Linked DNA regions of Mus musculus: all the other regions are linked to region 4. The links are chromatin contacts, called in public Hi-C, HiChIP or PLAC-seq and promoter capture Hi-C maps. All regions are on one chromosome and are shown on one strand. The core of a region is the stretch at or near the end of the contact, and the rest is flanking DNA. Distances in the headings are between cores, read along the strand shown.

The links. Promoter capture Hi-C pulls out the DNA fragments that hold promoters and counts their contacts. A called contact is a pair of places that touch in the nucleus more often than the background predicts. HiChIP or PLAC-seq counts read pairs in DNA pulled down with a chosen protein or histone mark. Capture Hi-C pulls out chosen DNA fragments and counts their contacts.
Region 1: a contact with region 4 is called in an H3K4me3 HiChIP or PLAC-seq map of stem cell-derived neural progenitor cells, with 7 times the contacts expected there. The contact joins the promoter of Car13 here to the promoter of Ythdf3 in region 4. A contact is called at or near these places in 6 of 39 promoter capture datasets (the C10 cell line, cranial neural crest, embryonic stem cells and 3 more), 1 of 484 Hi-C or Micro-C datasets (the G1E-ER4 cell line), 5 of 115 datasets of contacts at active chromatin or transcription factors (astrocytes, embryonic stem cells, large pre-B cells and 1 more) and 2 of 9 other capture datasets (embryonic stem cells and macrophages).
Region 2: a promoter capture Hi-C map of liver shows a contact between it and region 4, with 7 times the contacts expected there. The contact joins the promoter of Rbis here to the promoter of Ythdf3 in region 4. A contact is called at or near these places in 8 of 39 promoter capture datasets (the C10 cell line, embryonic stem cells, hippocampal neurons and 3 more), 8 of 484 Hi-C or Micro-C datasets (B cells, CD4 T cells, LSK cells and 5 more), 14 of 115 datasets of contacts at active chromatin or transcription factors (the 230-238 cell line, astrocytes, bone marrow-derived macrophages and 9 more) and 2 of 9 other capture datasets (liver and macrophages).
Region 3: a promoter capture Hi-C map of liver shows a contact between it and region 4, with 12 times the contacts expected there. The contact joins the promoter of E2f5 here to the promoter of Ythdf3 in region 4. A contact is called at or near these places in 15 of 39 promoter capture datasets (the 3T3-L1 cell line, the C10 cell line, the HPC-7 cell line and 11 more), 7 of 484 Hi-C or Micro-C datasets (CD4 T cells, CD8 T cells, cardiomyocytes and 3 more), 13 of 115 datasets of contacts at active chromatin or transcription factors (the 230-238 cell line, astrocytes, cardiomyocytes and 6 more) and 3 of 9 other capture datasets (adipose tissue, liver and pancreatic islet).
Region 5: an H3K4me3 HiChIP or PLAC-seq map of pro-B cells shows a contact between it and region 4, with 11 times the contacts expected there. The contact joins the enhancer-like site here to the promoter of Ythdf3 in region 4. A contact is called at or near these places in 4 of 39 promoter capture datasets (the C10 cell line, hippocampal neurons, liver and 1 more) and 3 of 115 datasets of contacts at active chromatin or transcription factors (extraembryonic endoderm stem cells, large pre-B cells and pro-B cells).
Region 6: a Hi-C map of B cells shows a contact between it and region 4, with 8 read pairs. The contact joins the promoter of Lrrcc1 here to the promoter of Ythdf3 in region 4. A contact is called at or near these places in 5 of 39 promoter capture datasets (the C10 cell line, embryonic stem cells, hippocampal neurons and 2 more), 6 of 484 Hi-C or Micro-C datasets (B cells, the Ba/F3 cell line, LSK cells and 3 more), 11 of 115 datasets of contacts at active chromatin or transcription factors (the 230-238 cell line, DN3 thymocytes, the NIH/3T3 cell line and 8 more) and 2 of 9 other capture datasets (liver and macrophages).
Region 7: a contact with region 4 is called in a promoter capture Hi-C map of embryonic stem cells, with 10 times the contacts expected there. The contact joins the promoter of Mir124-2hg here to the promoter of Ythdf3 in region 4. A contact is called at or near these places in 6 of 39 promoter capture datasets (cranial neural crest, embryonic stem cells, maxillary cranial neural crest and 1 more), 1 of 484 Hi-C or Micro-C datasets (cortical neurons), 8 of 115 datasets of contacts at active chromatin or transcription factors (astrocytes, embryonic brain, embryonic stem cells and 3 more) and 1 of 9 other capture datasets (embryonic stem cells).

Annotation. Positions count from the first base shown.
Region 1 is chr3:14,639,939-14,643,163 of GRCm38.p6, forward strand. Car13 (carbonic anhydrase 13) reads left to right here and starts at 1,789. Exons shown (of 7, transcript NM_024495.5): 1 at 1,789-1,907. The coding sequence starts at 1,871.
Region 2 is chr3:14,609,146-14,612,679 of GRCm38.p6, forward strand. It overlaps Rbis (ribosomal biogenesis factor), which reads right to left and starts at 2,111. Exons shown (of 4, transcript NM_001099674.1): 1 at 2,065-2,111; 2 at 396-512. The coding sequence starts at 509.
Region 3 is chr3:14,577,012-14,580,342 of GRCm38.p6, forward strand. E2f5 (E2F transcription factor 5) reads left to right here and starts at 1,660. Exons shown (of 8, transcript NM_007892.2): 1 at 1,660-2,012. The coding sequence starts at 1,809.
Region 4 is chr3:16,181,652-16,185,315 of GRCm38.p6, forward strand. Ythdf3 (YTH N6-methyladenosine RNA binding protein 3) reads left to right here and starts at 1,514. Exons shown (of 5, transcript NM_001145919.2): 1 at 1,514-1,869; 2 at 2,271-2,295. The coding sequence starts at 1,846.
Region 5 is chr3:14,677,795-14,681,295 of GRCm38.p6, forward strand. No RefSeq gene overlaps it. Among named protein-coding and RNA genes, the nearest start is that of Car13, 38 kb to the left of the region's middle. Within about 2 kb of position 1,622, at least 24 of the 459 cell types and tissues checked have an H3K27ac peak or open chromatin away from gene starts, as enhancers often do. A contact at or near this core is called in liver, pre-B cells and pro-B cells, where this site is marked.
Region 6 is chr3:14,532,419-14,535,793 of GRCm38.p6, forward strand. Lrrcc1 (leucine rich repeat and coiled-coil domain containing 1) reads left to right here and starts at 1,370. Exons shown (of 19, transcript NM_001163579.1): 1 at 1,370-1,604. The coding sequence starts at 1,516.
Region 7 is chr3:17,787,985-17,791,331 of GRCm38.p6, forward strand. It overlaps Mir124-2hg (Mir124-2 host gene (non-protein coding)), which reads left to right and starts at 1,937. Exons shown (of 3, transcript NR_033490.1): 1 at 1,937-2,196.

The sequences.
Region 1 (3,225 bases), core at 539-3,038, 1.5 Mb before region 4:
AGTCTTCATTTTTCTTGAGTTTCATGTGTTTAGGAAATTGTATCTTATATCTTGGGTATCTTAGGTTTTGGGCTAATATCCACTTATCAGTGAGTACATATTGTGTGAGTTCCTTTGTGAATGTGTTACCTCACTCAGGATGATGCCCTCCAGGTCCATCCATTTGGCTAGGAATTTCATAAATTCATTCTTTTTAATAGCTGAGTAGTACTCCATTGTGTAGATGTACCACATTTTCTGTATCCATTCCTCTGTTGAGGGGCATCTGGGTTCCTTCCAGCTTCTGGCTATTATAAATAAGGCTGCTATGAACATAGTGGAGCATGTGTCCTTCTTACCAGTTGGGGCATCTTCTGGAATAGAATTGAAGACCCAGAAATGAACCCACACACCTATGGTCACTTGATCTTCGACAAGGGAGCTAAAACCATCCAGTGGAAGAAAGACAGCATTTTCAACAATTGGTGCTGGCACAACTGGTTGTTATCATGTAGAAGAATGCGAATCGATCCATACTTATCTCCTTGTACTAAGGTCAAATCTAAATGGATCAAGGAACTTCACATAAAACCAGAGACACTGAAACTTATAGAGGAGAAAGTGGGGAAAAGCCTTGAAGATATGGGTACAGGGGAAAAATTCCTGAACAGAACAGCAATGGCTTGCTCTGTAAGATCGAGAATTGACAAATGGGACCTAATGAAACTCCAAAGTTTCTGCAAGGCAAAAGACACCGTCAATAAGACAAAAAGACCACCAACAGATTGGGAAAGGATCTTTACCTATCCTAAATCAGATAGGGGACTAATATCCAACATATATAAAGAACTCAAGAAGGTGGACTTCAGAAAATCAAATAACCCCATTAAAAAATGGGGCTCAGAACTGAACAAAGAATTCTCACCTGAGGAATACCGAATGGCAGAGAAGCACCTGAAAAAATGTTCAACATCCTTAATCATCAGGGAAATGCAAATCAAAACAACCCTGAGATTCCACCTCACACCAGTCAGAATGGCTAAGATCAAAAATTCAGGTGACAGCAGATGCTGGCGTGGATGTGGAGAAAGAGGAACACTCCTCCATTGTTGGTGGGATTGCAGGCTTGTACAACCACTCTGGAAATCAGTCTGGCGGTTCCTCAGAAAACTGGATATAGTACTACCGGAGGATCCAGCAATACCTCTCCTGGGCATATATCTAGAACAGTCTTCGAAGGTGAGTTTCTACTGTTCTGTAGGAGCGCACACACTTCTCTTCTCAACTCCTTCCTTCTTGCACAGTCAGAATGGCAGTAAGAGTTAAGAACCAAGAATCCAGTAAGTTTGGCTTCTTCTATGCAGGGCCAAGTCTGCAAGATGCTGGAGTAAGCAAAAAGGAATCAGAGAAGTGAGTTATGCAGATGGAAAGGCTGGAGCTGTCGGGGAAGGGAGGGCTGGCCCGGGGAGGTGAGCACTTCCTAACTAGTAGTTCTTATTTTAAGTGGTGGTTATTACAGCTATCGGCATTGATGTATGTGCATGTGTAATCACCACTGCCACCTCCATCAAGGTCCCCTGCATTTCCCAGACAAGATCTCCAACTCCAGCAGCAGCTCCTGCCTGGGTGAGTCATTTCCAGAAGGGCTTTTTCTGGGGTGGACTTCTCAGAAGGCAGGAAATCCCCATTGGAAACCTTTCTGGCTGCTGAGCACAGATCCCTTTCCCCACTCGGGCGCCCCCTGCGGGTGACGACCGTGCCCTCGGGTTTCGGGTTCCCGGGTTCGGGGTGCGGGCGGCCCCGCCCTCCACCCAGGCCCGCCCAGCTCCTTGGCGCGGGCGCCCTGCCACAGGTCCACAGTGTCCCTGCCACAGGCTCTCCATCGAGGACCATGGCGAGGCTGAGCTGGGGGTACGGCGAGCACAACGGTGAGCGCGGGCTTCCAGAGGGGGCTGATGGGGGCTTGAGGGAGCTCTGAGCCCCGTGGGGGGGTTGGGGGTCAGGGCCTGGTCCCCGCCGGCTCTCTCCAGAGTGGACGGCGGCATTCATTCAACTTCACTGGAAAAGCTCACTGCTGTCCCGAGAAAGCTTAAGAGGTCAGAAGTCAGATGACACATTTGTAAGGAAACAAGGACAACTGAGCCGCGAGAGCTCCCAGATCACTAAGTCACGGGACGCCTTCCAGGCGCTGTTGAAGCAATCTTGGTAACTTGTAATTTGCATACTGACTTGAAGTTAACTTGGGGCTTGTTCTTCAGTCTTACTTTCCTACCGTACCCATCCTTTCAGAGACCAAGGTTTAGCAAACGATTATAGAAATTATAATATGGTGTTAAATATATTTATTGATAAGCATGGCAACTTTTCTTCATCGCCTAAGTGTATTAGGGATAAGACATTCTTCTTGTTCATCGTTTGAACTGATTGCTTCAATTAATTACTCAAAAGAATTGCAAAGAAAAACTGGGAAAGCACTGATAGTCTTCAAAATGGAGTTTGTGGATAATAATATCAAAAACTTAAATTAGCATATACGTTATTGGATAATATTCTATAGTACATTTAATGAAAGTTTACGGAAAGTTTTCCCTTCTTTTATTTTATTTTCCCCCTTTTTGTGTTTTGAGACGAATCTTACTCTGTAGCTTAGTCTGGGCAGAACTTGTGGTCATCCTCTTTTCTTGGATGGAAAAAAAAAACTCGTTTCTTATTGCAGCTTATTTGAGGTCGTGATGACATTAATGTTATTTTTAAAATGACATCAGATGAAGTTTAGATTTTTATGAATGACATTTATAATTTAGATGAATTTCTTAAGCCAAAATAGCAATCTTATGTTTCATTACCTTCTAATTTGTGTGTTTGAAAGACAATCTTTACACATTTCAGTTTTGTCTCTGAAATCATTTTGTTTGTTGTTATTTGGCAGTTATTAGGTGCCAGTAGTGGTACCCTCTCTGTGGTTAGGGAGAAGGTTGTGTTAGCCAGTAGGTACTGATTGTACCCGAATAGGTACCCGAATAAGTATTGGTTTCAATAAAATTCTCCAGAAAATTTAAAATTTCAACTTAGAAAGGGCATTATAATGAGGAGTTGTTTTACATCTTGTTCATTTTTTAAATCTTAAAAAAGATTTATTCTTTTTTTAAAAAAATATGTTTATGAATTTTTGACTTGTATGTTGTGGAAGTTAGAAGAGGGCATTAGATCAACAAGGACTGCTGCTGGTTTTAGCCTCCATGTGGG
Region 2 (3,534 bases), core at 861-3,360, 1.6 Mb before region 4:
CACCTATTTTGAAGAATAAAAAATTGTACTTCAGCCAAATTTTTCATTTTATAGACTTTTAAATTCCAGTCTACTAGCTACCAAGCTGCTGGCTTACATAGTATACCTCTGCAAGTGGAATCTTGAATATATGCCAAGTGAACTAGTAAGAACTATCCTTCATACTGTCTAAACAGTGATTTCTATAATCTCATACAGCCTAGTAGCCTATTGTGTAGCACCTCGTATATGTGCAATCCTCTTAAATTTGTATTTTAAAAGGAACAGTATTTACCTTAATATTTTTAAAAAGTCTTGTCTAGTAAGAAGGCTATGAACTTCTGGTTTAAAAAACAAAATCCCACTGTTAGTTTACATTTTGCTTATAATCAATGCCAGAATACTTAAATACTCACCTTCTTAAGATTAGTAGTAACTGGTTTTGCCTTGTTTTTAGCCTTGAAAGTTTTGTGGCTAGCTATATGAAATACATTCCTGGACTTCTGCCCTTTTAATTTGTTCTTGGCCATTGTCTAGAAAAGAGAGTAGGGTTCAGTTAAACTGCTTATATTTTGAACCACAAATCAATGTAAAATTTTAAGGTATCTTAGTTCTGATTATTTTAAAAGTTGTTACATAAATCCTGTTTTTCATTCCCAGACATTTGCCAGGTTTTGAGGTAGGAGGCACACACATCTCAGTCCTTGCTGCATCCCTAGCACCAGGTCTGAGACACCTAGTTAAGGGCTCTTGGTTAAACTTGGTATTGTCAACACACACAACCGACCCTTTGTGGTAAATACCATTATCCCCATCTTACAGATTTAAAAAGTGATGCAAAGGTTTAAAGCCATACAAGTTAGACTAGCGGTCACTATGATATACTGCTTTTCTCATGAACATTTCTACATTCCTGCTACATTTCCTGCTTTTGTTTGATCATAAGCAAACTCATGCCAGGCACCTGTGGTAGGTATTTACTGAAGTTCATTATCTTCACTTGCACTATATGCTTTTGGCTGCTTTTCTGCTGCAACTCTGGCCCACAAAGACTGTTTTGTTTATCTTTCTCTTTACTGAAAGTTTCCCAAAGTTTTGCACAAGTCAACTGCACCCAGTGGTAATTTTTATAAAGTATGAAATGATAAACTGCCCAGAAATTAAAGTCATCAATGGTTGCCCTGACATACACTGGGCAATATGTCTTGGTCTATTCATCCTTGGTACTACTGGCTCTGGCCTAAAATCTGTCATATCTTCCCTTTCCATTTTGCTCTAACTTTCTATCTTGGCTAAAACTTCCACCAATACAGCCTCAATATACATACACAGGGAATATGCATATACAGTGAATGTGCCTGGCATGTTTTTGTTTTTTAATCAAACAATATGGATGCACAATGTGCATATATGTTCCCATATATACAACATATAATGAATGTATTGTGCAAATACATATATACATATGTATTTACATACATACATAACATACATACACACATAACACACTCTTGAACCCTAACAGTACTTCTGCTCAAAAATATTACAGTAGAAAATGCATGCGTACAGGAGTAAAAATAAGTAAAAAGTCATTCAACCTGTTATCTAACCTCCTCCATCCCATCTACCCTCTCATCTATTACTTACTAATTATTTACTAAGTCTGAAGTAATAAAGAATGGGTACGTATATATACACAACCAGATACTTTACATGCACAAATATTAACATCAACATTAAGCAAACAAAGGATAGTGTTGCAGACTCAAATGACGAGCGATGCTTACTAAGATGGAAACACAGAAAGATTCGAGAAGATCTGCAGCCTAACTAAAACCTAGATTTTGGAAAAGTGCTATTTTAAAGTTGTGATGAAGACACTGTTAAAATACCCTGCTAAGGGGTGGCCGCAAGGTTTCGGGCCTGGGCACCCCGGGAGTTCGATCGCCCACGAGGAATCGATAGAGGACTAGAAGTTGGCAGAACAGAGCCCTCGGAGCCGCCGCAGCCAGCATTCCCACCACGCCCTGCCTGAGCCCCAAACATTTCACCCCAGCGCTCCGAAAAACCCCATTAGCTTCTCACCAAAGTTCACGCGGCTGCTCAGGTTCACAGTGACGCCATCCACAAGCTCAGGACACAGGAAGTTCCGGGAAGACGAGCCAGTCAATTGAGAGCTTTCCAGCCGTAACCCCACCCACCGAACCGGCTTCCCCGAGCGGGCCACGCCCTCAGCTCCCTCTGGTGCCTCTTAGCCCGGCCCTTCACAGTAGCCTGGGCGGGGCCTGGCGTGTCCGCCGTGACCCCGCCCACTCGGAAGGAGCCGCCTTCGAAGGGGAGGAGGAGTCGACTCAGTGGAGCTTCGCCTACTAGCATGCCATGGACGTTTTTCATAGGTTTAAGCTGGTACTTGAGAAGAAGCCTCCCACCGGTGAGGTTCCACGCATCGCCTCGCTAGGACCCCGCGCCTTTGACCCGGTGGTCGTCACCCACGAAAGGCGAAAAACATTCTCGCCAGAGAAGTCTGTCCTTCCGGTCTCAGATGCTTGGTGTCACCAATCGAAGCCGCGGGCCCTGCAGTGTCCGAGAGGTGGCGCCACGACCGAGGGCGGCGTCCATACAAGAAGAAAAAGTTCGCATCCTTTTCAAGTTACTTACTTGTTCAAAAAAGAAAATTTCCTACAGCACAGCAGATGTACAAGAAATCATTCAAAATTATATATATATATTTATATCCAATTTGTATTCAAAATGCCTGTGAAGTTCTAAAAACATAAGTACCTGTGAAGCTCATATCACAGGTAATGATGCCCTTGAATTAGATCCCCTTGCCCCAAGAAAGGCAAAACAATAAAAGTCTACCTTGTGTGAGAGTAAGAGTGATGCCACAAGTAACCAAACTTATAGAAAAACATTAAACTATTTTGCAAAACTAGAGTTATGAATTCTGAAGCAAATGAGAGGGGCATAAGTATGTTCCTTAAATGTGAAGTTATTGACATGTTTGTACAAGGCAAAGCAACATATGTAAAAGAATACCATCGTGGTTGTAAAATCTGTGGAGTGTAGCTTTTAGTTTGAAATGGTGACATAAGGCTACATATACCAAGGAAAAACATAGTTGTACAGGTAAAAGCAGAGGAATTATACAAGGCAAGGAGACATCCGTTTCTGTGTTATTGTCAGCTAACAAGGCAAACTAGAAAGGTTAATGTATTTCCCTCTGCCTCCTATATAGAAGGCTATTGCCAGATTCAGACATTGATTATTTTCTCAGCATCCTTTCTGGGTAACCCCTTTTATCACATTAAGTGGTCCTTGTTGGACCTGGTAAGACTGGGCTTCCCTACAGGGGCTAGGGAGAATGCTGCTGCTTAGGCTTAGTGGGGGCTCAACAGAACACTGGGAAACTGGGACTTCAAGCGACCATCCCATCCAGCAACTGGGAGAACATAAAGGCACCACGATGGGAAAACAACTGGACCTTTGAAATATGGCCTGGCAGTACTACTGGCTTAAGTATTGTAACCAGAAAACCCACAATGTCTTATGATT
Region 3 (3,331 bases), core at 410-2,909, 1.6 Mb before region 4:
TTAGCCATCAGGAGAAATACAAATTAGAACGACTTTGAAATTCCATCTTACAACTGTCAAATGGCTAAGATCAAAAACACATGTGACAAATTCTGCTGGGGAATGGATGTGGAGCAATGAAAACACACCTCCATTGCTGGTTGGGAGGGCAAACTAGTACAGGTTCTTTGGAAATCAATATAGTGGTTTCTCAAAAGACGGGGACTCAATCTACCTCAAGACCCAGCTATAGCACTCTTGGGCATATTCCCAAAGGATGCTACATATTATTACAAGGACATTTGTTCACCTATGTTCACAGCAGCTTTATTCATAATAGCCGGAAACTGGAAACAACCTACATTCCCTCAATCGAACAATGGATTTAAAGATAAAATAAGTGGTACATTATCACAATGGAGTATTACTCGGTTGTTTAAAAAAAAAAATGACATCATGAAATATACTGGCAAATTGATGGAACTCAAAAACCTCATCCTGAGTGAAGTAACCCAAACTCAGAAAGATGAACATGGTACATACTCACTTATAAGTGGATCTTAGCTGTAAAGTAAACATAATGCTACAATCCCCAGACCCAGAAAGACTAAGTAACAAGACAGGCTAAAGAGGGTATCTCTCTGGAAAGGGTCAGTGGAATAGAATCTGCAGGTGGATTGGGGGGGCAGACGGGGATTTTAAGTGTTGCAGCTCTGAAGGAAAATGCTTCCCCTACAGAAGTTTTGCTCCAGACGCCTGGAAAAATTTTGGTTTAAAATTGTTTTCAGGATTTACTAGTTAATGCTGTCAGTTTCTCCTCGCGTTTTGTTTTTTTGTTTTTTTTTTTCCCTACTGTTAATTTGGGCATTCTTGCATGAAGGATATGTCTTCATTAATTCCTGCCAAATGATGTTTTTAGTCACCTACTACTTGTTAAGTGTGAAGGATATTCAACAGGTGCGAATACCAAGTTGTTTAAGATCTTGGGTTTTTTTTTGTTTTTGTTTTTTGTTTTTTGTAAACTTTTATTTATTTACATTCCAAATGTTACCCCCCCTTCCAGGTAGCCCCTCCAAAAGTTCTTCATCCCATACCCCCTTCCCTTTGCCTCTGAGAGGTTGCTCCCCACACTACCCCGACCCATCTTACCCACCCAAGGTGTTGAAGATTTTAATCCTGAGTCTCAAGTTTGCAAATAAAAAATGTGGGAGCACATTTCCTCCTCTTATATCTGTGATCTTACTATCGAGCCATAGTTTACGATGTCAATAAGTCAAAAGATGCTGCGATTGTCTCAATAATAGAATTATTGGGGAGCAAAAGAGTATAATTTTGTAAAGAACACTAAAGGCAGGTAAGGAAAGAGCTGGGGGTCTACTTCCTTCACCGTCAAGGCTCAGGTGCTTCTGTTTGCAGAAAAGGCTTTGGAAAAGACTGAAGGTCAGAGTCCCAAAACCTTCCGGGACGCGGCGTTCTCCTATTTACGCGAAGATGAGCCTTACAATACTTGCACCTGATCAGGGATGAGCGCTCCAGGCCGACCAAAAGCACGCTCCGCCTGAGGGAACCCGACTGCCCCGCCCCTCCGCGGAGAGTGCGTTACTAGGCAACGCCGCGCGGCGTCACTTCCTGCCATTTAAACTCGGGCCCACCCTCGCGGCGCTGGCCGCTCGTGTGAATCCGCGCGCTCTGTGGTGCCGTGCGCGAGCCGCGCGGCTCCGGGGACTGGTGGACGCGGGGCGCGCCGTGGGCGGGGAGCGGAGTCCGCGCACCTCCTCTGCCGGTGGCGGAGCGGCTCCTCGCCAGAGGACAGCAGGGCCGCGGCGGTGATGGCGGCGGCGGAGCCCACGAGCTCTGCTCAGCCCACGCCGCAGGCCCAGGCTCAGCCGCCGCCGCATGGGGCGCCATCCTCGCAGCCGTCCGCGGCGCTCGCGGGGGGCAGCAGCCGGCACGAGAAGAGCCTGGGCTTGCTTACCACCAAATTCGTGTCGTTGCTGCAGGAGGCGCAGGACGGCGTCCTGGATCTCAAAGCGGTGAGCGGGGATGGGGAGGGCGAGGCCCGCCCGAGGGTGCTGGGTCCACCACCCCCACTGCGCCGAGACTCCGGACCCGGAGGGGCCGGGATGGATGCGGGGGCCCCACCGACCGGCCACCGCGCGGCCCTGGCCACAAAGGAGCACCCGGAGCGAGCGCCCAGGAATTCGCGCTCTGCTCTGGACTCGCTTAAGGACCGACCGCTCTGCAGAACTTCATTCCTGTTTTGAAGAACTTTCATGCCAGTTCTTCGGAATGAAAGAGGAAAAGAGAAAACTTTCCACACCTCCTCTAAAGTAGTAGTTTTTAGAAGGGGACATTCTTCATCGAGAATTAAGAATTGGGAAGTAAGATTGGATTTGTTGGCTTAATTTAGAATCTTTCTACTTTCTAGACCTGAGATTTGCGGTCACACAGAGAGGGGTCATTTTGTGCCGTTCAGACTAAGTGGTGAAATTACTTAGTAAGCTTTATCTGGTTTTATAAGGATGTTTGCTTCGTTCTTTGCTATGGTTCGGATTTTTTTCAAACAACAACGTCCATTTAAAGCAGTTCAGTCATAGTGATTTAACCGTTCCTGGCAAAACTTGGAAGGATTCCACAACGCAGGGAAAGGGGAACAGTATGGGATCGTGCGAATTAAAATTCAGCTAGTACAAGGAGGTTCAGAAAGAGCCAATACTTCAAAAATAAACAAAATTGCTAGTTTACAGTCACAGCGAATAGCCTCTTATGACTCCTCACAGCTCCTGGCTTGAAGCTATTACCATCCTCAAGACCGTGGGTGGCCAAGGCATAGGAAATAGGAGTCTTAACAGGAGAAGCCTGCCTTCCAGAACTCTGCTGAGTGTCCTGTCCTGGCCCAGTGGGAGGCGCTGGCTTGTTGGCACTTGGATTCCCCCCTTTTCCTGGGTGTAGATGCCAGTTAGTGTCGGTTCATATTTGGAAATGTTACTCCTGGGACCTTTTTCCACTTTTATTCCCCCCACCCTACCCTCACCTCTTCTTTCCCTCCTCTAATGGGCATCTACAGTACTCAAATTGTATTGAATTCAAATGGTACGGTTTCCAGTTTCACTGGCGTTAATGAGGTCAGCAGAGAAACACCTGATGCTACAAAACACCCATTGAAATCTGCTGTTTAAAGTTAAATTCACCTGTAGTGGATGACTACATTAAAAAATTCAGAGAATTTCGGGGCTTTCCGGGTAAACGTGGGATTTGATGGTTTGTCCTGAAATATGCTCAAACCTCGGAAAATGATTTCTAGATTTAGTTGTTTGACTTACTTAACATGTATGACAGCAGGTTCTGGCAT
Region 4 (3,664 bases), core at 264-2,763:
GATCGGAAAAACATTTTCAGGAGTGGTTCTCTCCTATCACGTGGGTTCCAGGTATAGAACTCATGTTGTCAGTTTTTGGTGTAAGTGCCCTTATCTGCCCAGCCATTTTGCTGGCCTTGGACTATTTCTTAAACTTACTTTGGAGCCAGGCAGTGGTGGCGCATACCTTTAATCCCAGCACTCGGAGGCTGAGGCAGGCTGATTTCTGAGTTCGAGGACAGCCTCGGCTACAGAATGAGGTTTTAAAAAATTTTTAATTTTTGAAACGTAGCCTTGGCTGTCCTGGAACTCATATAGATCAGGCTAGCCTCAAACTCACAGAGATCCACCCTCAAGTGCTGAGTTTAAAGGTATGTGCTCCCTCACCCAGCCTTCAATTTTTGTAGCAGCAGTTATCACACAAGATACTGTGACTATTTAATCAATTATATTGCCTGACATTTCAGGAGTACTCACTGAGTTACAGTTTTGATGCGGGGACTCACTCAGTGAAGAAACAAGAAGTGGCTGATTATGTATGTCAGGCCTTAGTTTACTCATGACGCCAAGGTTTAGGTTAAGAGACTTCTCCAAGGTTATAAACTAATCATTGCTAGGTAAGAATTCAAACTGAGATTCGTGGAATTCCAAAGCCATGCTTCTCAGATAGGAGTAAAGTCAAGGCCTGCAAGCCTTTTCTATTAGTTTTCGCTATGCACTTTCAACTTTCCAGCCTCAATTCCTCTTCCGACAAACTCCTTGAAAACCAAAAATGTTTTTGGGAGTGGGAGCTAGGTAGAGCAATGTAGAATAAGGGGGACCTTGGGAAATGGACTGATTTGCAGCTCAGGGTCCGAACAGAAGGAACACAAGAGAAAGGGATTTGGGTTGACCACACCTAAAATTGCCTTTTGAGGATTTGCATGAGAAGCAATCTTGACACAGTGATTCTAAAATATTGTGGTACTACATATAGAAAACTGTGATTTTCCTAATTTCCTGCTTCATAGGTTAGCACTTAAACTGGGAGGTTTTAAAAGGATTTGGCTAGTTAGGAATGCACACTACACCACACCTGTAAAGAAATCTTACTTGGGAAGGAAATTCAATAAAAATGCCAAAATTATAATTGGACTGACTTTCTTTGTTTTTGCCAACAGGTAAGAAAGTAACATTACCAGTTTCTAGGGACATTTTAACATTTTCTTTTTTTCGGGAGGGGCAGCAGTCTTGCAACTGTTTCTCTTTCCGAAGGCTATTTTATTCAATAAAAACCAACCCCATCCCAGTAGAGAGTTAGAAAGCATTCATTGAGAGCGTGCTCCCGCACCCCGCACGCACGCACGCACGCCCGGTGGTGGCTGAGCGGACAGGCGCTGCTGGACCGCTTCTGTAGCCTCCAGGCTAACAACGCCCGAGCCCAACGCTCACGGTACCGCGCATGCGTCTAAAGTACAGCTGCGCCTCCGGGTCTCTGCCCCCCTCCCCTCTCCGATGACGTGCACGGCGGGGGCGGAGCCCGAGGCCGTGGCGGGAGTGGGGGAGGAACTGCGAGGTGTGCGTGGACGTCAGACTGGATAGCGGAAGGTCAGGACGGCCCGGAGCGGAAGTGGGGCTGAGGCGCCTGTCCGCCATTGTGGGCCCGAGGATCGGAGGACGAGCGGGGACGAGCAGTGTGCAGGCGGCGAGCTCGGGCCCCTTCCGCGACTCCCGAGCGTGAGCCCTCTCCCTGGAGCCTGCGAGAGCGGCGGCGGCGGAGGCCGGAGCAGAGCTTCGCGAGGGCGGTAGTCGACTGCTGTGAGTGCTCTCGGCGAGGCCCAGGCAGCGGCGGCGGCGGCGGCGGTTCCTCTCGGGTTACGGTGAAGAATGTCAGCCACTAGCGTGGATCAGGTGAGGGAGCAGGGCCCCGGCTCGGCGAAGGCCGGAGCTGCAGAGCTCCACCCTCGCGTGCGGCGCGGCTCCTCTAGCCGCCGCTAGCTCCGTAACGGCGCCGCGGGTCCCGGTTGTCGGGGCTGCTGCCCAGGCCGGCCTGAGCGCGGGCGGCTGAGTCTGCGGCCGGCGCCCGTGACCACAGGCCCGGAGGTCCCGGCGGCCGCCGCGGGGCCCGGAGCTGGCGGGTGCCGGAGGCGAGGCGGAGAGGCGGCGGGAGGCGGCCGGGCGGAGAGGTTGCGGAGGATCTGGTGGGGTTCACACCTACGCGGATTGTTCTGAAGAACTTGTTTGCAGTGGCTCTGTTTAACGCACTTTTCTTCCCCCTCCCCCTCTTTACCACCTCTGTCGTCTTGCTTCAGAGACCTAAAGGGCAAGGAAATAAAGGTGAGTTTGTTTGTTTGTTTTCCCCTTAGGTGTTCCCTTGATGTGATTTTTTTTTAAAAAAAACTGTAAGCGGTTTCTTTCTTGTTTTTGCACTTCTTTCTAAATATAAAGGATAGAAAAACATCCAACGCAGCTAACAGACAACATTTACTTAGCTCCTGGGTTTGTAGAAACCGAAGTACTAAGAAGAAACAGCTGTCTTGGTTGTATTTCAATGAACGTAATGTTATTTCTTCAGTTTACCATTTATGTTTGTTACATAACTTAGGTCATACTTTTTTCTACATTTGTGTATAGTTGGATAAGTTTTTAAAGTGAACAGCATTCTGTTTGAAATTTCGGGATTACATTTAAACTTGGCAAATCACATGGCGTTCTATGCCACATTGGGTGAAAATCATGCCCCAATCACTGAATAGAATCAGTGAAGTTGCTTGCAAGGAGACAACACCACTATAGAACTCCTAACAAGTATGTAATCTTACAGCAGCGCTCTGATTGGAAGGCGTGTCTCGATCTGGTTTCTTACAAAAGCCCGAGAAGGAAATTATTTGTGCAGTTATTGCTAGTGTTATATGATTTGCTATTTAAAAACTACCACTAAAAGTAAGGCAGTTAAAACACAAATGTAGTTTGTATTTATGCGTGTGGAACAAAGTAGTCAGCTGATTGAAACATGGCTTAACATGTGATATTAGTGTAGAACAATAACTCCTTTCTTGGGGTGGTGCCAATTAAAGAACATTACAATGAGCTATATATTTGTAACGTTTTGTAGTGCCGGAAGTGACACTAAATACAATTACACTTCCTGCTTTTTTTTTTCTTCCCCGTTCCCCAGTAACTAAGTACTACTTAAAAAATAAGATCTGTAATAGCCCTTTAGGTGAAGATTTATTGTTTCTATTGATGCTTTCAATGGTTTTCCTGGGATTTTATGTGCCAAGGCTGGTTAATTAGAAATAATAGTGCTCTGTCCAGAATAACTTTCTTCATGCCACACTACATTTTATATAAGAGTTTATATATGCCAGATACATTGTAGTGTGTTAGTTAACAAACTATTTTAATTAATGTTTTATTTCAGCATATGAACATCTAGGAATTTTTAATTCATAGAATTCCAGTTTATTTTAGTTACAATTGTAAACTTCAGAATTAGAGGTTAGTTTAAAATTAGTTATTAAACATTTGTAAGTTTAAAAGGACTTTTTTCCTTTTCCTTTTTTGACTAATCTGACCATACTGAAATTTCTGGTCATTATTGCCTAGTATAAACTATTTTATTCTAGAGCCATGGCACTTTGCAAGGCTATTTGAAGTGCTGTGTTTTATGTTACCTGTTTTAAGGTAAGTGATTTCTGTGAAG
Region 5 (3,501 bases), core at 372-2,871, 1.5 Mb before region 4:
AATCTTGGAGATAGCGATTTCAATATGCTAAAATTGCGTATGTTCCATTTTTTTAAAAGTAGATGACACCATTTTATTTATTTTTAAATCTCTTTTTCTTGAAGTTTGGGCTCATGTCCATTTACCTGTGGATGGCTCCCAGGGATCTTTGATAATGTGTCTAGACAGATTTCTCAGTGGTACTCACTGCCCATCCCCCTACCCAGATCCTCTCTGGAAATGGTGGCTCTCCCTGCAAACTCTCCTCAACAAGGGTGGCATTAGCTACTCAGGTCTCACAGTCTTCTGCCCATTTTCTGTCAAAACTATATAGATGTCCTTAGCAAGCTGCCTTAACATCTGCACAGCTGGTCCTGCCCCATCGCTGCTGTACACTTAATGTATAGCAGCCGGTGGGATTGTTACCCAGCAGGTCAAAGGTCTTCACACTGAGGAGCACCACTCAGATTCCCTGACCCAGAAAGTCTAGATGTGTCCTAGGGAATTCCTCATGATTTGAGCACTGCTGTTCTACCCACTCCCTTCCCCAAACCCCACCCTCTGTGCTGACTCATCAACACATCTTGCTTTTAGAACATTCTTTTTCATATTCCCTTGGAGTATTTTTCTCCACACAATTCATCTGGGTCGTTTTCTCATTCTTTTTAATGTTGCTTCCTCAAACTGACTTTCTGGAACCCTGCTCCTGAAGATGTGTTCCTGTTTGTTTCTTTTTGTTTTTCTTACCCCAGTTTCTTACTTTTTTCACAGTACAGTAAAATTAACAGCATAATTCAAGTATTTCTGCCTCCCTCCTCCCACCTCTCCCAGTCTCCACGCCTCTCTTCCCCTTCTCCCCCCTCCCTCTTTTCTTTGTCTCTCTTAAGGACAGTAGTTTTATTTTGTTAAATAGTGTTCTAGCATGACAGAACATGGTAAATACCAACAGATGATTATTTCGCAAGTAGTTTTTCATGGACATTAGAAAGAGTATATGGATTGCAGTGTAATTGAATTTCTGTTAGTTTTATGCTTCTATAGATGACTATGCATAGACTGAAAAATGTGCCTTCTTGTTTGTTCGGAGCTTGTTGTGTAGAGTAGGTTGGCATTGAACTCTTCAATGATTCTCCTTACCTCTACCAGCTGAGTGCTGGGACTGCCACAGTGTGCAACTCACTATTTGTTTGTTTGTTTAAGCTAGCTTTACTAATACATTATGTGCAAAGCTTTCTTCAACCACCCCTCAAAAGACACTACAGCTTTGGGGTGTTATTGCATGAGTGGACATGGACATGTAAAATACATAAGTTTACAAACTCTTTCAGTGTTGTTTCATACTTTGAACTGCTGTGGCCATTTTGATAACATAAGGAACACATTTAGTTCCTCACACCATACCTGTTAAAACAGCATTGTGGTGAGAGACATGTTCCAGAAGAGACCCCAGGAGAGTGTGAGCGGGCGCGAAAGTAACTCTTGCAGAAAATGAGAACGCGAAGGAAAAGTGATTCTAGCCTAGCAGCGGGTAAGGAAACGTTAACAGGGGAAAAGAAAATCCAGGGAAGTTCTTCTAAAAACCTCCATGTTTCATCCTCTTTGTAACCAGGAGGTGGCACTGCTGGCGTATAAAACTGATACTCTCTGAGGATGCAGACCAGGTAAGTATGTGGAAAAGTAGAGAGGGCAGCTTAAAACCACCACTTTGCTCACTCTGGTCAGCGCAGATTCCCAGCTCCTTCCAGACAGCATTTCCTCTTTATTGCTAAGACCCGCAGGGACTGTTTCATTGATGCTTATTAGTAACTCAAGCACACTTAGTGTCTTGTAGTTTCTTTGCTCTCATCTGTCTCCCTCCTCCCCTTGCCTCCATGTGTATCTCCTGGCCATCCTCCTCAGGGAGCAGCAGCCTGCCACCTGTTCTGGTACCACACACTCCTCTGGGTGCCACACAGATCCCGCGGGACCCTGCTTCTGCAGCTGCCAGGGAGGAGAGAGGTTGGGGGAAAGTTCATTAACAGTAAACAGCCTGCGCGGCCTCCCCTGGGGTGGGAGTGGGGGATGGGGGAGAGTTTCATAAGGGGAGTGGTCTCAGGTGCAAACCGCTGGATTTAAGTCCTGCTATCAATGCTAGGAGAGGGGCTTCACCTGCACCCCTCTACATAATTCTTTCCCAAGTTTTCGGCAAATAGAACCCTATGCGTGAGTACTGGGTTAACCGAGGGCCTGAAAGCAATTACGCAGGTGAATGCCAAAGGCTCATTTATTACAGGCTTCTTTTCCACAGCCCATCGCCAAGCCCAGCTCCGCTTTTCTGCTGCTAAAGAGGAAGACCTTGTGGTCGGAGCTCCAAGTAGTCTGCTATCTGGTTCAGCTTCACGGTTCCCCTCGTGTCCCATTCACATAACCACCCACCCACCCACCCACCCACCCACACAGTTCTACTCCTTAAAAGACATTTTTGGAATTAAAGAAAACAGACATACAAAATTTCTGGGACTTTGGTTATAATTTTGAAGCTCAGAGGCCCAGGAACTCCGTTTTTTTCAAATAAATGTCTTTCTTGTGTTTTGAGGGCCTCGGTTAACTCAGCCATAACCGAGATATCCAAGCCAGCCTATGAGCACTATTGATGGAATATCTGAAAACCTCTTTTTAAATGTATTTACTTATGATGATGACGATGACGACGACGTCAACGACGACGATGACGTCGACGACGACAATGTGTAGGGGTATTTTGCCTGCATGTATGTCTGTGTACCACTTGTGTGCCTGGTGCCCTCGGAAAGCAGAAGAGGGTGTTGTAAAAGGAGTTACAGAAGGTTGCGAGGAGCCACCATGTGAGTGCTGGGGACGGAACCAAAACCTCTGGGAAAGCAGACAATGCTCTTAACCACTGAGCTCCATCTGACTGAGTACTTTTAAAGTTGAGGTTAACAGTAGTGGCCATGACAGAAGGGTGATGAGTAAGGTAAAATAGCTGGCGAATGCCACCACGTTTCTTACCATCATCGGCTCTCACTCTCTAGTCATAAAAGTGGAATATCATCTTGCAGAAGGCATTGTTCTTTTTTTTTAAATTGGATTTTTAAATTATGTACATTTCAAATGTTATCTCCTTTCCTGATTCCCCCCCACAGGAAAAAAAAAAACCCTCCCTATCCCATTCCCCCTCCTTCTGCTTCTATGAGGGTATGCCTCCCCCACTTCCGCTTCTCCGCCCTCACATTCCCCTACATAGATGTATCGAGCCTTCACGGGACCAAGGGTCTCTCCTCCAATTGATGTCCATCCTCTGATACATATGCAGCTGGAGTCATGGGTCCATCCATGAGTACTCTTCGGATGGTGGCTCTGGGAGCTCTGGTTGGTTGATATTGTTCTTCCTGTGGGGTTGCAAACCCCTTCAGCTCAGAAGGCATTGCTCTTAAAGTAATCACAGTTGACTTATAGACAATTCTGCTAGCTCTGCCCAACATCATTAAACACAGCCATGTGTAAGCTAGGTGCAGCAGCCCA
Region 6 (3,375 bases), core at 120-2,619, 1.6 Mb before region 4:
CACACAATGGCTTTCCTAAGAGTCCCAGTGTTTTGACTTAGGTTTACGAATATATAATTTTATGTATCTTTACTTTCTTATTCAGAAACCACTCTTAAATGTTGTGCAAAATTTATTTCATAATTTCAAAAAAACTATTCCTTTCTTGGGATACCAATGTTGGCTCTAATTCATTTTCTAATAATTTCTTCAAACTTTCTTTGCAAGTCAAGCATTAATCTGGAACTATCATTGTTCAGTTATTATATTGTTTTCAAGATGAGAACACACAGCAGGCACCATTAGGACTGTGCTGTGCTGTGTCCCTATGCCTCAATTTTTAACTGTTTAAGAATCAAGGAACGTCTAGTTTCACAGAATTCACCAGAGCAGAAGGGAGAAAGAAATAAGAAAGTCAGATATAATAGAATAATTATGCCCACCAAGACCAACTGAAAGACAGGCACCCACAAATGAATTCTATACAGCTGTTATTCAGGGATAAGATTAGAAGTGGGAACGACTGTTTTCTACAAAGAGCTGCAGTGGGCTACTGAGATGTCTCCATCCTGGCCTACTGCGGGCAGTCGCTGTCATGGTATGCTGTCCCCAACAAGTTATTTATGTGGTAGCCAGGAAAACTGTATTTTGGTGGCTGTCTCCTTATCTTTGCAATGCCTTTGTGTGGCGGCTACACATCCTTGAGGCTGTAGATAGGTTGTCCCCACTGTATAAAAAACTAAAACATCAGGATATTTTCCCACACGTGTGCACTAACAAAGGTGTACAAACTCTTTGGCATCGTTAGAATATCTTTTTCAACATAGTCTGAACATCCCCTACCATTTTGTGAGATTTTCTGAAGAACTGTGGAAATAAGGTCCCTGAAAGGAGATCAGTCTATCAGTTGGGAGGGAAAGGGGGTCAACTTATGTCATGACTGTCATCACCTACCAAAGAAAAATTTTATACCACAATGGAAAAACCATTGTCTCACCAACTCTACCTTGAAACAGCCCAGTGAAGTATCTTTGGAGTGTTTGCTTTTGCAGAGGCATTGAAGAGTGTCTCTTGAGCGAATTCTTTAAAAAGCTGAACATTTTTTTCTCATCACAGGGAGACCAGCATACATAAATAAAGGCATTGCACAAATACTTAAGGATTTAACAGGAGTTCAGTGACCAAAAACGGGGAACATTACTATGTCTGCAAGATCACGTCACGAAGTATAAAAGCAAACTATTGAGAAAAACGCCTCCATATGGCAGTGGGCTATAAATAATGTTCAGTAGCCCACTCATTCCAAACCAACAAATGGAAAGGCTTTACTTTAAAGGCAGATGCCGTAAAAGTCAAGCCCTCTTTGAGCGGCGCCGTTGTCCTGCTTTGCGGCCGCGCAGGGCGGGGAAAGTGCGGCAGGCGGTTAGAGTCCTCGCCCCGCCCCTTGCTCACTCCCCGCTCCCGCTTTTGGAGGCGTGAGCAAGCTGGGACCCAGCGCTGGGCGCCGGTTAACACCCACTCCCCGTCGCGGGTACCATGGAGGCGGCGGTGTGTAGCGAAATCGAACGGGAGGATGGCGACAGCAGCTGCGGGGATGTGTGTTTCATGGACAAAGGCCTGCACAGGTAGCTGCCGCCACCCGGTTGGACCTCGGGTTGGCTGGCTTCGGAGAGCCGGGCTTGTGCAGGAAGCGGGTTCCTCCCCATCCTCCCAGCACAGTCTGGGGCTCCTCTCTGTCCCCCAGCATAGCCCGGGGTTTCTCTGTGTTCCCCCTGCACGGCCCGGGGCTTCTCTTACTCCTCCCAGCATTGCCCTGGCTTCCTCCCTGCCAAGCCCTGAATCCCTCCTGGCTCACTCAGCTGAGCTCAGGGTTCTTCCGCATCCTCTCCACAGATCCCGGGGTTCCTTTCTCTCCACCACCCAGCGCAACCTGCGGTTCTTTCTTACGGACCTGCTGAGCCCAAGCTTCCTCTTTCCCCTCTCCTCGCCCCCACTTTCGCACCCCCTAGCTGTTGCTCTTCCTGGTCTCCTTCCAGGAGCCTGAGAAGTGGGGCAAGCAGCAAGGCAAGCCTTCTCTACTCCCTGCTTACATCTCTTGCCTCAGTTCTCACCCGTTTTTAAGTTCTTTTGCATAAGACACAATCAGAGACATATCCATACAGTTGTTGAAAGTACCAAATATAACTCTTACTGACCCTGTTTTATGTTACTGAGACTGCTCAGTGGTTTTTCAGGCCCCTGGATTTTCCATACTCTGTGAGCCTTACCAGTTCAACCTAGACCCTCTCTTGTTTTTCACTGGCCAGTTAGCTATTTCTGAGATCCAGGCATTTCTGTTACAATATTCTCTGTCTTTGTTGAGGTGCCTGCTCTACTCCATCAGAACCGTGGTATTTATAATATAATGAAAACAATTTAGTCTCAGGCCTGATCTAAGGGTTGCCAACGAAGAGGTTTTTTCAAAAGAATGCTTACATTTATATTTAATAATGGTTATCGCTTTGAGGATGATGTCTATGTGAATGTTATATGTGTTATTACTAATCACCACAGCAATTATGCAGGGTCGTTTTTGTTTTGTTTTGTTTTGTTTTTCTTCTTCTAGTAAGCAATGACTCTGGGAATTTATATTTTAGATACATTATATAACTTGACAGTGTAACTAGTGAGCAAGTAAATTCAACAGTATTGATTTCTGATAGGTCAGAAAACAGATTGCTATTAAGAGCATATAATAGCACAAAATTTGTCCCTAAATAATTCTGTAATTGCCAGATAATCAGCAAATACTTCAGACACCTTTAGAAATTGGTGTTTTGAGGTTTGCAACTGTTTCCTTGCTGCCAATAAGTAGGTTTCCTGCAACTTTATACTAGCTAGCATAAAAATCTACCACAGATGCCCTTGACATTGTGTGTGCTATTCTGAACTACTTTTAGCATCTCTGAGCAGTGCACTGTAGTTCCATGGAAATACCATTCTACTCGGCATGCTCAATTTATAAGTGGTAGTAGTGGGAGTAAAGAGATGATTTCAGTTTAGAGAAAATGCATTCCAGCTTGCAGTTAGAAAGGACCTCAGCTTTTCCACCAGCAAGAAACATAATTAAGGTTTTTGGTGTTTTGTTTTGTGTTTTGTGTTTTTTGGAAACTACATTCTGGACTAACTAGCTATCATTGAGAGTAAAGAAAGTTATAAACTCATGCATAGGATCTGGATTCATGCCAGGTCACTCTTGGTCTCTTTAATTGTCATAACCATACACCAACTGCTTAAGAGTTTGAAAATTAAGACAATAGCTTTAAAGCTTGAACTTGCTCATTTTCAGCTACCAGAAGAGGGTGGGTTTTCTCTAAGAATATTCCCTTGATAAGCCTAGAAGGCTGCACATCCGAG
Region 7 (3,347 bases), core at 687-3,186, 1.6 Mb after region 4:
GTAGTGGGCGGGATGCACTGAACACTCTGACCTGGCCCCTCCACGGGCCAGGCAAGTCCTTGAGGATCTTTAGCAATCACACATCCCAGGTCAATAAACTGAAAACGGATAGAATGAACATGATCAGTGAAAAGATACAGGGAAGGAAAATGATGTACCTAGTGCCTCCCCAAGTCAAAGTCCTCTGCCCCGATAAAAAACACCGACCTTTAGACCTGCTTTCTGTCTGGACTCCAGGCACAGAAATGATATTTTGTCAAGTAATTCCAGCCCCCACTCAGCACTTTACAAACATGTTTTACAAACACACAAGAACGTATCTTTTCTTTAGAATGTTTTATTTCATATTTTGTTTTACGTTTCCAAGTATCTTCGTAGGAACGCTTGTTGGATATTTCAAGCAGACAGAGGTACAGCTCAGTTATAGCCCAGTTCACTTAGCTCTGTGCTCAGGGTGAAACATGGCCTAATTCAAACGCCCAGGGTGACTTAGAGTATCAGAGTGAACATTTACAGTCAGGAAGTGGTGACATGTTTTGTTCCCATTGGGTAGTACTGAAGTTGCACCTCTCCAGTGTTCCAGTGTGGGGGGTTCTTGACTAGAGTTAGAATGAGAAATGGGGGTAGGAGCTGACAGTAGACTTAGCAGCAAATTACTGACAATTCAAAGTTTTTTGTGGTAAGGGATTCTACAATTTCCCAGAAGATGGGAGCACTAGGAAGGAGAAAAACACTCCTAAGTATCTTCCTAGCAGTGGCCTTGGGGGAGGGGGGGGTGGCAGGTGAGTGAGAGAGGAAGGTGGCCTTGCCACCCCACCACCTTCATTGAGGTAGAGCAATGGCTTGGTCTGGATTCTTTCTGAAAGAGAAACTGCAGGAATGCAGAGTTGCTTTTTGCGCCCCAACCTACTTAAAGGAGTGGGAGCCAAACCCCTGCTCCCAACAACAAGCAGCATTTTCCTTATCAGAAGCCCTCTGGGACTCAGCAAGCTTGATAGGCTCTGGCTCTGATGTCCCATAAGGCCCACTCTGTGGCTGGAAGAAACATGATCAAAACCCATGGAACTCAGACTTCACTGACCACAGAGTCCTGCCTGGAAAAGTTGAAAACATTCTCCCGAGCAAGGCCTATTTGTAGAACTCCTCAACCTAGTGTCTGTATAGCAAATTCTGATCCTATTTCATATTAAGAACATACTTACGTTTTTATTTAGTCCAGCAGATTTTCCCAAATGACTTAATTTCTTCCTGAGGCAATTTTAAAAATTCAGAATATTATTGTTTTTTAAAAGGAAAGAAATAGAAAGGCTCTCATTTAGAGCACTGAGGGATGTTATCAGTGTGACCTTGACGTGTAAATGGAGAAGGCATGCTAGGTTTGAGTCCGAACTCTTGTCTTCTTGCGTATCTGAGATGTTCTCGGTCTGGCTAAGAACAGGGACATGAGGAGAGATTTGTTTTTAAAGGTTACCATTAGCGGTTCACTAGCTGAGGTTAGGAATTTTGTATTTTTATATTTCGTGAAATTCATGATTTAATTATACTCCTCAAACAAATTAAGGGCAGGCCTTCTACACAAATTGGAGGCAGCTAAATGCTCTTTTGTGCCTGCAGCTCTCGGATTGTTAAAGAGGCTGCTGATGCATGAGAAGAAGTGCCTGATTTAACTCATTGGGATGCAGGAAGCGACCTGCCCTCTTTTGAAAAAAAAGTGAGAGAGAGAGAGAGAGAGAGAGAGAGAGAGAGAGAGAGAGAACACTAGCTTTAGAAGAGCAAGAGGGTGAGTGACAGAGAGAGGAGAGGAGAGGAGAGGAGAGGAGAGGAGAGGAGAGGAGAGGAGAGGAGAGGAGAGGAGAGGAGAGGAGAGGAGAGGAGAGGAGAGGAGAGGAGAAATACAGGGGCAGGGGGTGTGTGCCAAACTCCTTCTTTGCTGAGTAGAAAGCTTCTGAATTTCAAGCAGAAAGTGGAAGGAGCTCCACAGAGCAATATCTTGGGCTGCGTGTGCAGAGCGTAGACAATGAAAATCTCCGCCCCCTCCCCCATGCTCTCAAGTCTTCAAGATTTTTTTCTTTCCTTCACAACGATGGAAGCTATGTAAAAATCAAATACACAGAGATGTATATACTTTTTTTTTTTTAAAGCACAGACTAACAAACCGAAGGACCTGACCATGGATTATTCAAGGACTCACCTGCTGTAAGTACTGTCTGTCTTTTCCTGGGTTTTTAAGCTCTGCTTCGCGCGGTGAACTGAGTGTTCCTATTGTGAGCAGAGTTGCTGCCTGTGTCTGTATGTTTTTATTTGTAGGGGCTTCCTGCATTGTTTTTGTTTTGTTTTGTTTTTCTGTACCTAAGCTGCAGCATTTTACCTAGGCTAGTAATAGAGTCCTGTTATTATGCTGTGGATTGTAGCAGTGGGCTGGGGGCAGGGGAGGCGCACAGATCAGGGTTTCCCGCGCTTTGAGCATCCTTAAGAGTTGCTGCCAGCTTAACATCCTCGCTGAAAGATTGGTTCCTGTCGCTCAAAGGGTAGGACTACGGAGCTACCGGACGAGCTCTGGGGACAGGATGGAGTCAAAAGGAGAGATCTTAGACTGGGAGATGATGGGCCTCCATCCCCACAACAACACACCTAGTTTAGAGCCCTCTGCTGCCCACCGCTAACACCCGTTGTCTTGGGAGGATTAACACGGCCCTGAGCGCTGCTTCTGGAACCGAGCCTTTCCTGCGTTTTTGTTTTGTTTTGTTTTGTTTTTAACTTAAACCTTAAAGCTGGGATCTTCTAGACATCAGGGCTAAGTGAGGATGCCTCTGTGTGTGTGTGTGTGTGTGTGTGTGTGTGTGTGTGTGTGTGTGTGTGTGTGTGTGTGTGACCAAACAATATAAATTGCCATTCGCGGAAGATATTTTCTAGCCTCTTGAAAATATGCAAGAATTCTGCGGCCCATGCTTCCTTTGTGTAGCAGGCAGCGCCAAGCGCTTTGTGCTTCGCAAGTAGAAAATGGCGAGTCCTATTGTGTTTAGGCCATTTTCTTCCGGTACAAGGATTTCCCAAGTTTTCAATACTTTGAGGGGCAGGAGCAAGAATCAGCCCTCTTATACCCAGAAAAGCAAAAGCGGAAGCGGCTATGGCTGGGCCCCTTGGCCCGGTGGGTATGGACCTTGCTTTGAAACCAAGGGTCTGTTTCCCTGCTGTCCAGATATTTGAATAGAAACAATTTGTACTGGTCGGTGCCCTTTAAAGATTTGTAGTTCTAGAGGGCATTAGATCATAAGTGTGTGGTTATACACATACATGAAAATAATACCTCTCCTCTGATAACCTGCAGAAAATGAAAACAAAACAAA